Linked DNA regions of Mus musculus: region 1 is linked to region 2. The links are chromatin contacts, called in public HiChIP or PLAC-seq maps. All regions are on one chromosome and are shown on one strand. The core of a region is the stretch at or near the end of the contact, and the rest is flanking DNA. Distances in the headings are between cores, read along the strand shown.

The links. HiChIP or PLAC-seq counts read pairs in DNA pulled down with a chosen protein or histone mark.
Region 1: a contact with region 2 is called in an H3K27ac HiChIP or PLAC-seq map of embryonic stem cells, with 6 read pairs. The contact joins two enhancer-like sites. A contact is called at or near these places in 1 of 15 datasets of contacts at CTCF or cohesin (large pre-B cells), 4 of 484 Hi-C or Micro-C datasets (cerebral cortex, embryonic stem cells and epidermal suprabasal cells), 3 of 115 datasets of contacts at active chromatin or transcription factors (all in embryonic stem cells) and 2 of 9 other capture datasets (adipose tissue and liver).

Annotation. Positions count from the first base shown.
Region 1 is chr2:119,830,969-119,836,144 of GRCm38.p6, forward strand. No RefSeq gene overlaps it. Among named protein-coding and RNA genes, the nearest start is that of Tyro3, 34 kb to the left of the region's middle. Within about 2 kb of position 3,418, at least 9 of the 459 cell types and tissues checked have an H3K27ac peak or open chromatin away from gene starts, as enhancers often do. A contact at or near this core is called in embryonic stem cells, where this site is marked.
Region 2 is chr2:119,703,989-119,709,137 of GRCm38.p6, forward strand. It overlaps Rtf1 (RTF1, Paf1/RNA polymerase II complex component), which reads left to right. Exons shown (of 18, transcript NM_030112.2): 4 at 1,451-1,655. Among named protein-coding and RNA genes, the nearest start is that of Rtf1, 31 kb to the left of the region's middle. Within about 2 kb of position 3,808, at least 5 of the 459 cell types and tissues checked have an H3K27ac peak or open chromatin away from gene starts, as enhancers often do. A contact at or near this core is called in embryonic stem cells, where this site is marked.

The DNA of each region.
Region 1 (5,176 bases), core at 2,168-4,667, 130 kb after region 2:
CAGGCCACACAAGGTAGAAGGAAAAGAGCCAATTCCAGAAAGTTCTCCTCTGATCTCCACATGTATGTTGTGGCATAAGTGAGCTCATCAGACTCCTGAAAATTGTCCTCTGACCTCCACACACACACTGTGGCCCATTGATTCTTACACACAGCTGCCGCCGCCACCACCACCACCACCACCACCACCACCACCACCACCACCACCACCACCACCACCACAAAATAAATAAATGGACAGCAGGGAATGGTGGAACACTCGTTTAATCCCAGCAATCAAGGGGCAGAAATGGAAAAAAAAAAAAAAAAAGAGAAAAGAGGCAGAAATGGGCAGATCTCTGTGAATCTCCACCAGTCTGCTCTCTACAGGGAGAGTTCCATGCCAGCCAAGGCTACACAGTATAAGCCCAGTCTCAAAATTAAACAAATGAATGAAACTTAACTTACTGTAATTCTCTCTTCTGCTCTCCTTCCTCCTCCTCTTCTCCTCCTCCTCCTCATCTCCTCCTCTTCTTCTTCTCTCTCTGTCTCTCTCTTTCTCTCCCTCCCTTCCTCTCCCTTCCTCCCCTCTTTTTTACATGTATGAGTTCTTTGCTTGCTTGTGTGTCTATAGACCGACCATATGCATGTCTGGTATCCAAGGAGATCAGAAGAAGGCATTGGATCACCTGAAACTGAACTTATGGGCAGTAGTGGGCCTCTGTGTAGGTCCTAGAAATGGAACCCAGTCCTCTACAAGAACAAGAATTGTTCTTACCTTCTAAGCCATCTCTCCAGATCTGCCTTGTTTTGTTTCTTGAGACAAAAATGTGTAATTGTGCTGCTTATAACTAACTACCTCTTCCTCCTCCTCTCCCTCCTCCTCTCCCTCCTCCACCTCCTCCTCTTCCTCCTCCTCTTCTTCTTTTTGTTTTTTCAAGACAGGGTTTCTCTGTGTAGCCCTGGCTGTTCTGGAACTTACTCTGTGGACCAGGTTGGCCTCAAATTCAGAGATCTGCTTGGCTCTGCCTCCTGAGAGCTAGGATTAAAGACATGTACATGTACATCACCAGAGGCATCATATATCCTGGAGATGGAGTTATAAGAGCTTGTCAGTTGCTCATAGTAGGTTCTAGGAATAAAACTCAGATCTTCTGCCGGGCGTGATGGTGCACGCCTTTAGTCTCAGCACTCAGGAGGCAGAGGCAGGTGGATTTCTGAGTTTGAGACCAGCCTGGTCTACAAAGTGAGTTCCAGGACAGCCAGGGCTATACAGAGAAACCCTGTCTCGAAAAATCAAAACAAACAAACAAACAAACAAAAACTCAGGTCTTCTGTAAGAGCAATACTACTCAACTACTGAGCATTCCTTCCAACTCCTTAGTCTACTTTTAATTATGTGTATGAGTATGTGTATGTATCAGTGTGTGGTTATACACATATGAATGTAGGTGCCTATGGAGGCTAGAAAAGGGCATCAGATCCCCTGGAACGCAAATTACAGGACGATTAAAATAGGTGCTAAAAACCAAACCTGGCTCCTCTTGAAGATCAGCAAGTGCACTTAACCACTGAGCCAACTCTCGAGGCTCCAGAGTAACATCTTAAAAAAAAAAAAAAAAAGAAAGAAAGAAAACCCTGCTACTCATCTCCTTCCTAGATAGCTGATTATGCACAGAGAAGCCAGGGAAGAAAGAGAGAGGCAGTCAGCATCTGAGAGCTCAGTCAGCCTTCTAGTCAGGAGGTCTGCCACACTTGTGATATGTATGCCTCTCTTGGTATCAGTTCCTTATTCTCTGAATATCTGGGTTCAAATATTTCTTGAAACCCTGATTACAGTTAGTTTTTATTGGTATCAGCCTAGCACTTTTCCAGAACACAAGTATGTCTTTGTAATAGAGAATATAAAAGTGCCCTGTCTGTCCCCTCTATGCCTTATCAATTTTACTATGTGCTTCCATCTGACCTCAGACTTGGAACTTGAGATCCTCCTGCCTCAGACTCCCAACTTCTGGCATAACAGCGGTGTATCACTGTACTCAGTTTACACTGATTCAAAGTAGACTTTATCCATCATGCAAGTGCATCTCTGTGAGTTCCAGACCAGCCTCGTCTACATAATGAGACAAAAACAAAGCAGTAAACAAACACAAGCAGACCATGAACTTCTGATCTTCCTGCCTCTACTTCCCAAGTGCTAGACTAGAGGTCTGCCCCATGGAGCCTGGCAAGAACCTTTAGTCTAGGGAGGGAAGGTGGCTCCAATGCTCGCCAAGTTTGAGGACCTGATTTTTACTTCCAGCGTCCACATAAGAAAACAGTAGATAGGGTTATAAACACTTGTAACCCTAGTGCCAGGGAAGCAGAGGTAGGCTAGCTAGCCTAGAGACGTGTCTCAAATACTTAAAAAAGAAAGAGAAAAAGGATAGACTTGAGGAATGACACTCAATATTATCCTCTGGGCTTCCCTGTGCATTTGTATGTGTACACAGACACACACATGCACACACGCACGCACACACACACATGGGCTTGCACACACACACTCACACACACGTGCTCACACATGCACTCACACACACATGCTCACACATGCACACTCACACACACACATGCACACTCAAATGAATCCTTTGTCTTTTTTATTTTTTTTGTTTTTTGGATTGTGTAGACAGGGTTTCTCCATGTAGCCCTGGCTGTCCAGGAACTTGATTAAAGGCATGAGAGTCACCACTGCCTAGATGAGAATCTTTTTTAAAAGCAAATGCTTGCTCTGCTATGCATCATGGTGCATAACTCAGAAGGCAGAGGTTCTAAGTGAGTTCATGGTCTTGGTACTCGTCTAGCATGTACAAAGGCCTGTGTCCCAAACCCAGCCACACAGGAGAAAAGGAAATAATAAATAAAAAAGATAGGACTGGACATAGTAGCACAACCCTGTAATCCTAACATTTGGAAAATGGAAGCAGGAACATCAGAAGTTCAATGTCAGCTGGGCAGTGGTGGCACACGCCTTTGATCCCAGCAATTGGGAGGCAGAGGCAGGCAGATTTCTGAGTTTGAGGCCAGCCTGGTCTACAGAATGAGTTCCAGGACATCCAGGGCCACACAGAGAAACCCTGTCTCGAAAAAAAAAAAGTTCAAAGTTATCTTCAGCAGTGTAGCCCATTCCAGAACAGCCTGGGCTACATGAGTCTATCTCATAAACCACCCAAAATAGATGCTTCTAGAAAAAAAATCTTGGTGTCCCACAAAGGAACACACAGACGAAGAGAGAATAAAAGGAAAGGGGTTGGGAAACTCTGGCAAGGCTAACTACCTTTGATTTTAAAAAATGTTTTTCAGATTTATGGTTGAGGAGGTTAAAGCCCACACTCAGCAAATATGAAGCCTTGGGTTTGATCTTTTAGCGCTGATTAAACTGGGTGTGGTCATGGTGTCTGGAATCCCAGTTCTCAGCAATCAGACACACCCAGCCATTTTAGGCTACTTACTGAGCTGATTACCTATTTGTCAGCCTCACCCAGCTGGGGTCATCTGGGAAGAGGGATCGATCCTCAGCTGAGAAAATGGCTCCATCAGATTGGCCTGTGGGCAAGTTTGTGGGGAATTCTCTCTCTCTCTCTCTCTCTCTCTCTCTCCTCTCTTTGGTTTTTCGAGACGGTGCTTCTCTGTATAGCCCTAGCGCTGGCTGTCCTGGAACTCACTTTGTAGACCAGGCTGGCCTCGAACTCAGAAATCCACCTGCCTCTGCCTCCTGAGTACTGGGATTAAAGGCATGTGCCACCATGCCGGGCACAGTAAGCAGCACTCTTCCATGGCCTCTGCTTCAGTTCCTGCCTCCAGGTTCCTCCCTCTACCTCCCTTCACAATTTAGTATAAACTTGAGGCGAAATGAATCATTTCTCCAAGTTGCTTTTGGTCATAGTGTTTAGCACAGCAATAGAAACTCCAACTAAAACGGCTACGTAGCAAGTTTGTGGTCGATCTCAAATAAAATAAAACGATGAAATGAAAGAAAAAAATTCCAAAGAAAGGTCATTCTTATCTTTTTTTCTTTCTTTTTTAAAATTTTTTTTAGGGGTTGGAGAGATGGCTCAGTGGTTAAGAGCACTGACTGCTCTTCCAGAAGTCCTGAGTTCAATTTCCAGCAACCACATGGTGGCTCACAACCATCTGTAATGGGATCTGATGTGCTCTTCTGGTGTATCTGAAGACAGCTACAGTGTACTCATATACATAAAATAAACATTAAGACACCTAACTTGTCCTATTTTTTTTCATATATGTATGCATGCCAGAAGAGGGCATCAGATCACATTATAGATGGTTGTGAGCTACTAAGTGGTTGCTGGGAATTGAACTTAGAACCTCTGGAAGGGTACCCAGTGACCTTAACCACTGAACCACCTTTCTAAGTCTCCGCTCCCTTTTTTTTTTTTTTTTTTTTTTTTTTTTGATACACTGTCTTTCTATGTAGCCCTGGCTGGCCTGGTACTTAATAGATTAGGCTAGCCTTGAATTCACAGAAATTACCTGCTTCTGCCTCCCTAGTGCTGTGATTAAAGGTGTGTGCCAGCCGGGCGTGGTGGCGCTCGCCTTTAATCCCAGCACTCAGGAGGCAGAGGCAGGTGGGTTTCTGAGTTCGAGGCCAGCCTGGTCTACAAAGTGAGTTCCAGGACAGCCAGGGCTATACAGAGAAACCCTGTCTCGAAAAACCAAAAAAAAAAAAAAAAGATAAAGGTGTGTGCCATCATGATCAGTTCTTATCTTTCAAACATCTTTTATTTTTATGTTTAGCTTACTTTCTGAGGTCAGAGGTGGTTGTTGAGAGTCCTCTTCTTCTTCCTCCTCCCCTCTTCCTTCTTCCTTATTGGTGTTCTGCCTGCATGTTTGTCTCTGTGAAGGTGTCAGGAGCTCTGGAACTGGAGTTAGTTACAACTGCCGTGTGCTCTTAACTGCTGAGCCATCTCTCCAGCCCCAAGAGTCCTCTTCTATTACTTTTTCTCTGGTCTCCATTCCCAACGCCCAACAGCTCTGGAATTACAGGTGTGGGCTGGATCATGACAGGCTTGGTACATGGGTACAAGAAACCTAACTCATGTCCTCCAGGTTATACACAAGTGCTCTCAACTACCAAGTCATCCATGGCTGTCAACTTAACTTATGACTACCTTCAATTTGTTGGCCATTCATGA
Region 2 (5,149 bases), core at 2,558-5,057:
GCATATTCTCACCCCCCCCCCCGCTCTAACTCTTTCTATCCCCCCACAACAAACACACACATAAGCAAATGTAATTTTAAAAATTAGGTAATTAAAAATTAAGAAGTATAACTGGTGGTGGTTGGCACACCTTTAATTCCAGCATTCAGGAGGCAGGGTCAGGTGGATCTGTGAGTTCAAGGCCAGCCTGGTCTACAGAGTTCCAGGACAGCCAGGACTACAAAGAGAAACCCTTTCTCAATTTGACTTTCATACTCTGTTTACTTAGATCATTTGTTAATACTGCCTATATAACTTCACTTATCTCTCCAGTACCCTTTAATGAGGGTTAGCCTTTATATTTCTTAGTTTTTTGGTTTTGCTCTGGTTTTGGTTTTTTGAAACAGGGTTACTCTGTGTAACCCTGACTATCCTCAAACTAGCTCTGTGGATCAGGCTGGCCTCGAACTGACATGGATCTGCCTGCCTCTGCCTCCCAAGTCCTGGGGTGCACCACCACCACTCAGCAAAACTTGACATCTGTCTGTCATTCTGTCTGTCTGTCTGTCTGTCTGTCTGTCTATAGGTTGTTTTTTTTTAGGTCTACCAAGTTGAGTTGAAAGATGAGTGTGGCAGGTAACACATGCCTGTAAACCCAGAACTCAGGAGGCAGAGGCAGGAAGAACATGAGTTTGAAGATGTCTTGTGCTACATAGCAAAAATCTGTCTCAAAAAGAAAAAGAATTATGGTCATTTTTCCAGCCTAAATTTCCCTAAGTGTTTGCATTTACCAAAGACAGATCAAGGAGACATCCCGAGTGGGTGGAAATGGCTTTGTGGCTTTCCTGTGGGAGAGCCAAGGGATGGCACGTGTCACAGGGCATGGTGTGAGCTTTTGTGTCACAGGGCATGTGTGAGCTTTTGTGTCACAGGGCATGGTGTGAGCTTTTGTGTCACAGGGCATGGTGTGAGCTTTTGTGTCACAGGGCATGGTGTGAGCTTTTGTGTCACAGGGCATGGTGTGAGCTTTTGTGTCACAGGGCATGGTGTGAGCTTTTGTGTCACAGGGCATGGTGTGAGCTTTTCTGTCACAGGGCATGTGTGAGCTTTTGTGTCACAGGGCATGTGTGAGCTTTTGTGTCACAGGGCGTGTGTGAGCTTTTGTGTCACAGGGCGTGTGTGAGCTTTTGTGTCACAGGGCGTGTGTGAGCTTTTGTGTCACAGGGCATGTGTGAGCTTTTGTGTCACAGGGCGTGTGTGAGCTTTTGTGTCACAGGGCGTGTGTGAGCTTTTGTGTCACAGGGCGTGTGTGAGCTTTTGTGTCACAGGGCATGGTGTGAGCTTTTGTGTCACAAGGCATGGTGTGAGCTTTTGTGTCACAGGGCATGTGTGAGCTTTTGTGTCACAGGGCATGTGTGAGCTTTTGTGTCACAGGGCATGTGTGAGCTTTTGTGTCACGTTTTCGTTGCAGGTGAAGTGTCAGATTCTGAGAGCAGCAGCTCCTCTTCCAGTTCAGATTCAGACTCCTCGTCAGAAGATGAAGAATTCCATGATGGCTATGGAGAGGATCTTATGGGAGATGAGGAAGATAGGGCCCGACTGGAGCAGATGACGGAGAAGGAGAGGGAGCAGGAGCTCTTCAACCGCATAGAGAAGAGAGAGGTGTTGAAAAGAAGGTAAGCTGTCTGTACACTTAGTTTCTCACAGTTTAAGATTTTCTCCAGCTTCACAGTGGTATAAGGCTTTACCCATATAATTATTTTTTTCATTTATTACAGTTTTTGATAAATTACACGAGATGCCAAACACTTCATTTCACAGGATGTCTTGTCCCACCGGCCACCAAGTAAATGCACAGACACTTTGTATTAATTATGAGAGCTTGGCCTGAGCTTGGCAGACCCTCAGCTAGCTCATCTAAGTAAACCCGACCCTCGAGCTCTGTCACACCCTGTGGCTTGTTAGTTACCTTTTCCTCAGTCCCTGTACCTGTTCCTCCTTCCTCTGTGTCTGGCTGGCAAATCTCCCGCCTCTCTCTCTCTTTCCCAGAGTTCCTATCTCTGCCTGGAAGTTTGGCCTATCCTCTCCTGCTTTGCTATAGGCCGTTCAGCTCTTTATTAAACCAATCAGAAGGTGATGGAGAACATGTTTACAAAACACCGAGACAGGTGATGCTTCATAAAAAGATAATCTTTCCGCAGTGCACAAGAAATTATCCCAACAATGCTTTGTGAAAATGGTTTTACCAAACTACAACAATTAAGATTTGAGCATGTGAGGCTAGAGAGATGGTTTAACGGCTAAGAGCACTGACTGCTCTTCTAGAAGTCCTGAGTTTAGTTCCCAGCAACCACATGGTGGCTCACAACCATCTGTAATGGGATCCAATGCCTTCTTCTGGTGTGTCTGAAGATAGCAACAGTGTACTCACATACATTCAATAAATAAATACATCTTTTTTTTAAAAAATGAGCCCGGTGTGGTGGCACACGCTTTTAATCCCAGCACTCGGGAGGCAGAGGCAGGCGGATTTCTGAGTTCGAGGCCAGCCTGGTCTACAAAGTGAGTTCCAGGACAGCCAGGGCTATACAGAGAAACCCTGTCTCGAAAAACCAAAAAAATTAAATAAATAAATAAATAAATAAATAAATAAATAAATAAATAAATAAATGAGCATGCTTGAGTCAGGCTAGGCTCTATGATATTTGGTAGGTTGGGTCAGTGTTTTGGCTCCCATTGCGTTGATATGCAGTTCTTTAATAAGCTGAAGGAAGTCTGTTCATAGGAATGGACATTTGGAAATGTGATTGTTAGTGTAATGTAAACTAAATAGCTTAGGGTCATATTTATGCCTTCTGTACTAATGTGCATTATTCAGTAGTCGGCTTTTTGTTGGTTTGTGGTTCTCGTGATAGATCCCAGGGCCTCAAAATTTCCACTACAGAGTGGTGCCTTCCTTTTTGATTTTTAAGACAAGTTTTCCTGTGTAGTAGCATATGCCATTAGTTCCAGCACTTGGGACCAAAGGCAGGTGGATCTCTGAGTTTCGAGGTTAGCCTGGTCTATATAGTGAGTTCCAGGACAGCCAGAGCTACTTACTAAAAAACAAACAAATATACAAAAGGTAAATAAAATGTAATTAATTTTTACTTATTTACTTTTGTTTTTTCAAGACAGGGTTTCTTTGTGTAGCTCTGGCTGTCCTGGAACTTAATTTGTACACCAGGTTGGCCTCTGCCTCCCGAGTACTGGGATTAAAGGCATGTACCACCGTCACCTAGTGTAATTAATTTAAGTAAAAAATAAAGTAAGTATACTATTTCACTTCATCCAGACAAAAATTATTGAGAAAGTCATAATCTTGTCTTGACTTTTATATTGTGTGTGTGTGCTTGTTTTGTGTACGATATATGTAGGTACTCATGACTATGTGTGCACACAAAAGTTATAATAGAGTGTCTGTCAGGTGTCAGGTGTCTTTGTATTCTACCTGTTCATCTGAGGCAGGATCTTGGCTAAGCTAGAGACCAGCAAGCCCCAGTGATAGTCCTATTTCCACCCCACTCCCTATGGAGCTGAGATTACAGGAATATGTAGACTGCCTGGCTTGTTCTGTGGATGCTGGGATATGAACTCTGTACTTCATGGTTGTGTACCATCTTAATGGCTGAGCCATCTGTCCAGCCCTTGAATTTAGAATGTCATTTTACTAATTAAGGAAAGTAATGTGGGCCAACTTTGGTAGCTCACGCCTCTGTTCCCAGCACTCAGGAAGCCAGACTGAAACTGTCTTCAATAAAACAAAAGGTTGAAATGTTGGTCTGGGATGTGGCTCGGTGTACATTGTTTACATGGTTTACCAAGTCATCAGCACTGCTGTAAACACTCAAGTGTTTAATCAGAATCTGTTTAAGGCTCCCGAGGGGTTGCCACATTTATTTTAAATGACAAAAGTTCTTTCTCTTCTCCCAAAAAGGTCAAAGTAAACTTGTCTTTTGTCTTGGGTAACAGAGCTCCCAGAACTAGCTTCCTGTCCTTTCTACCTGTTATATTAGAAGAAAATTGAAGCATGTTAGCTGTTAATTCTGTTGCCTCAGGAGCCTGTTTGTCCCTTCTGAAGACCATATTAAGTTATGATAAGTTATCCTAGACAAGAATGTTTGGCTTTCAGTCAGCAGAAAGTGGTAGGTATTCATTTTGAGTGTGAATGCCTACAAGGTAACTTGTATTGCAAGAAACAGGACTTGGAATACTGCCTTGGAGTTGTGGGTGAGGAAAGGTGACTTCTAAAGTTTGGGTTTCTGAACTGTGGAGACCATAAGAAAGGCCAGGATCGGGCTGGAAAGATGGCTCAGCGGTTAAGAGCACTGACTGCTCTTCCAGAGGTTCAATTTCCAGCAATCACATGGTGGCTCATAACCATCTGTAATGGGATCTGATGCCCTCTTCTGGTATCTGGTGTGTCTGAAGAGAGCAATAATATATTGATACATATAAAATAAATCTTTTAAAAAAAAAAAAGGCCAGAATCACAAATTTTTAGAGTAGTTTGTCCTAATTTTTTTTTTTTCCCAGACAGGGTTTCTCTGTGTAGCCCTGGCCATCCTGGAGCTCACTCTGTAGACCAGGCTGGCCTCGAACTCAGAAATCCGCCTGCCTCTGCCTCCCAAGTGCTGGGATTAAAGGCGTGGGACACCACCGCCCGGCTGTCCTAAATTTTATATTTGAGTTTTTTTCCATTTTATTGTTTTATTTTTGAGACAAGGCTTACCATCTAACTTGAATGGTCTGGAACAATGTAGACCAGGCTGACTTCAAACTCCTAGAGATGCTCTTGCCTCTTTCCTCAGTTTTATGACTAAAAGTGAGTTTTATCTTTTTATGGTAATGGACGAACTGGGGATCAAACTGAAGCAGATTTTCTCAAGCTTGGAAAGTATGCCATCACTGAGCCTCTATTTTTCCCCTTTAAGAAGCAGGTGGTATTTAGTGACATTTTTAGCAGCTAAAAGAATGTGGAAGGTGGTGACAAAGCTCCTGAGCTCCATGATATTCTGTAGCTCTGGAGCAGTACATGATAGCCACTCAAAAAACTCTCTTCACCTTTTCTTGCTGTTTTGGAAAGTTTTGGGTTTGGGGGTTTCTTTTTTGTTTGTTTGTTTGATTTTGG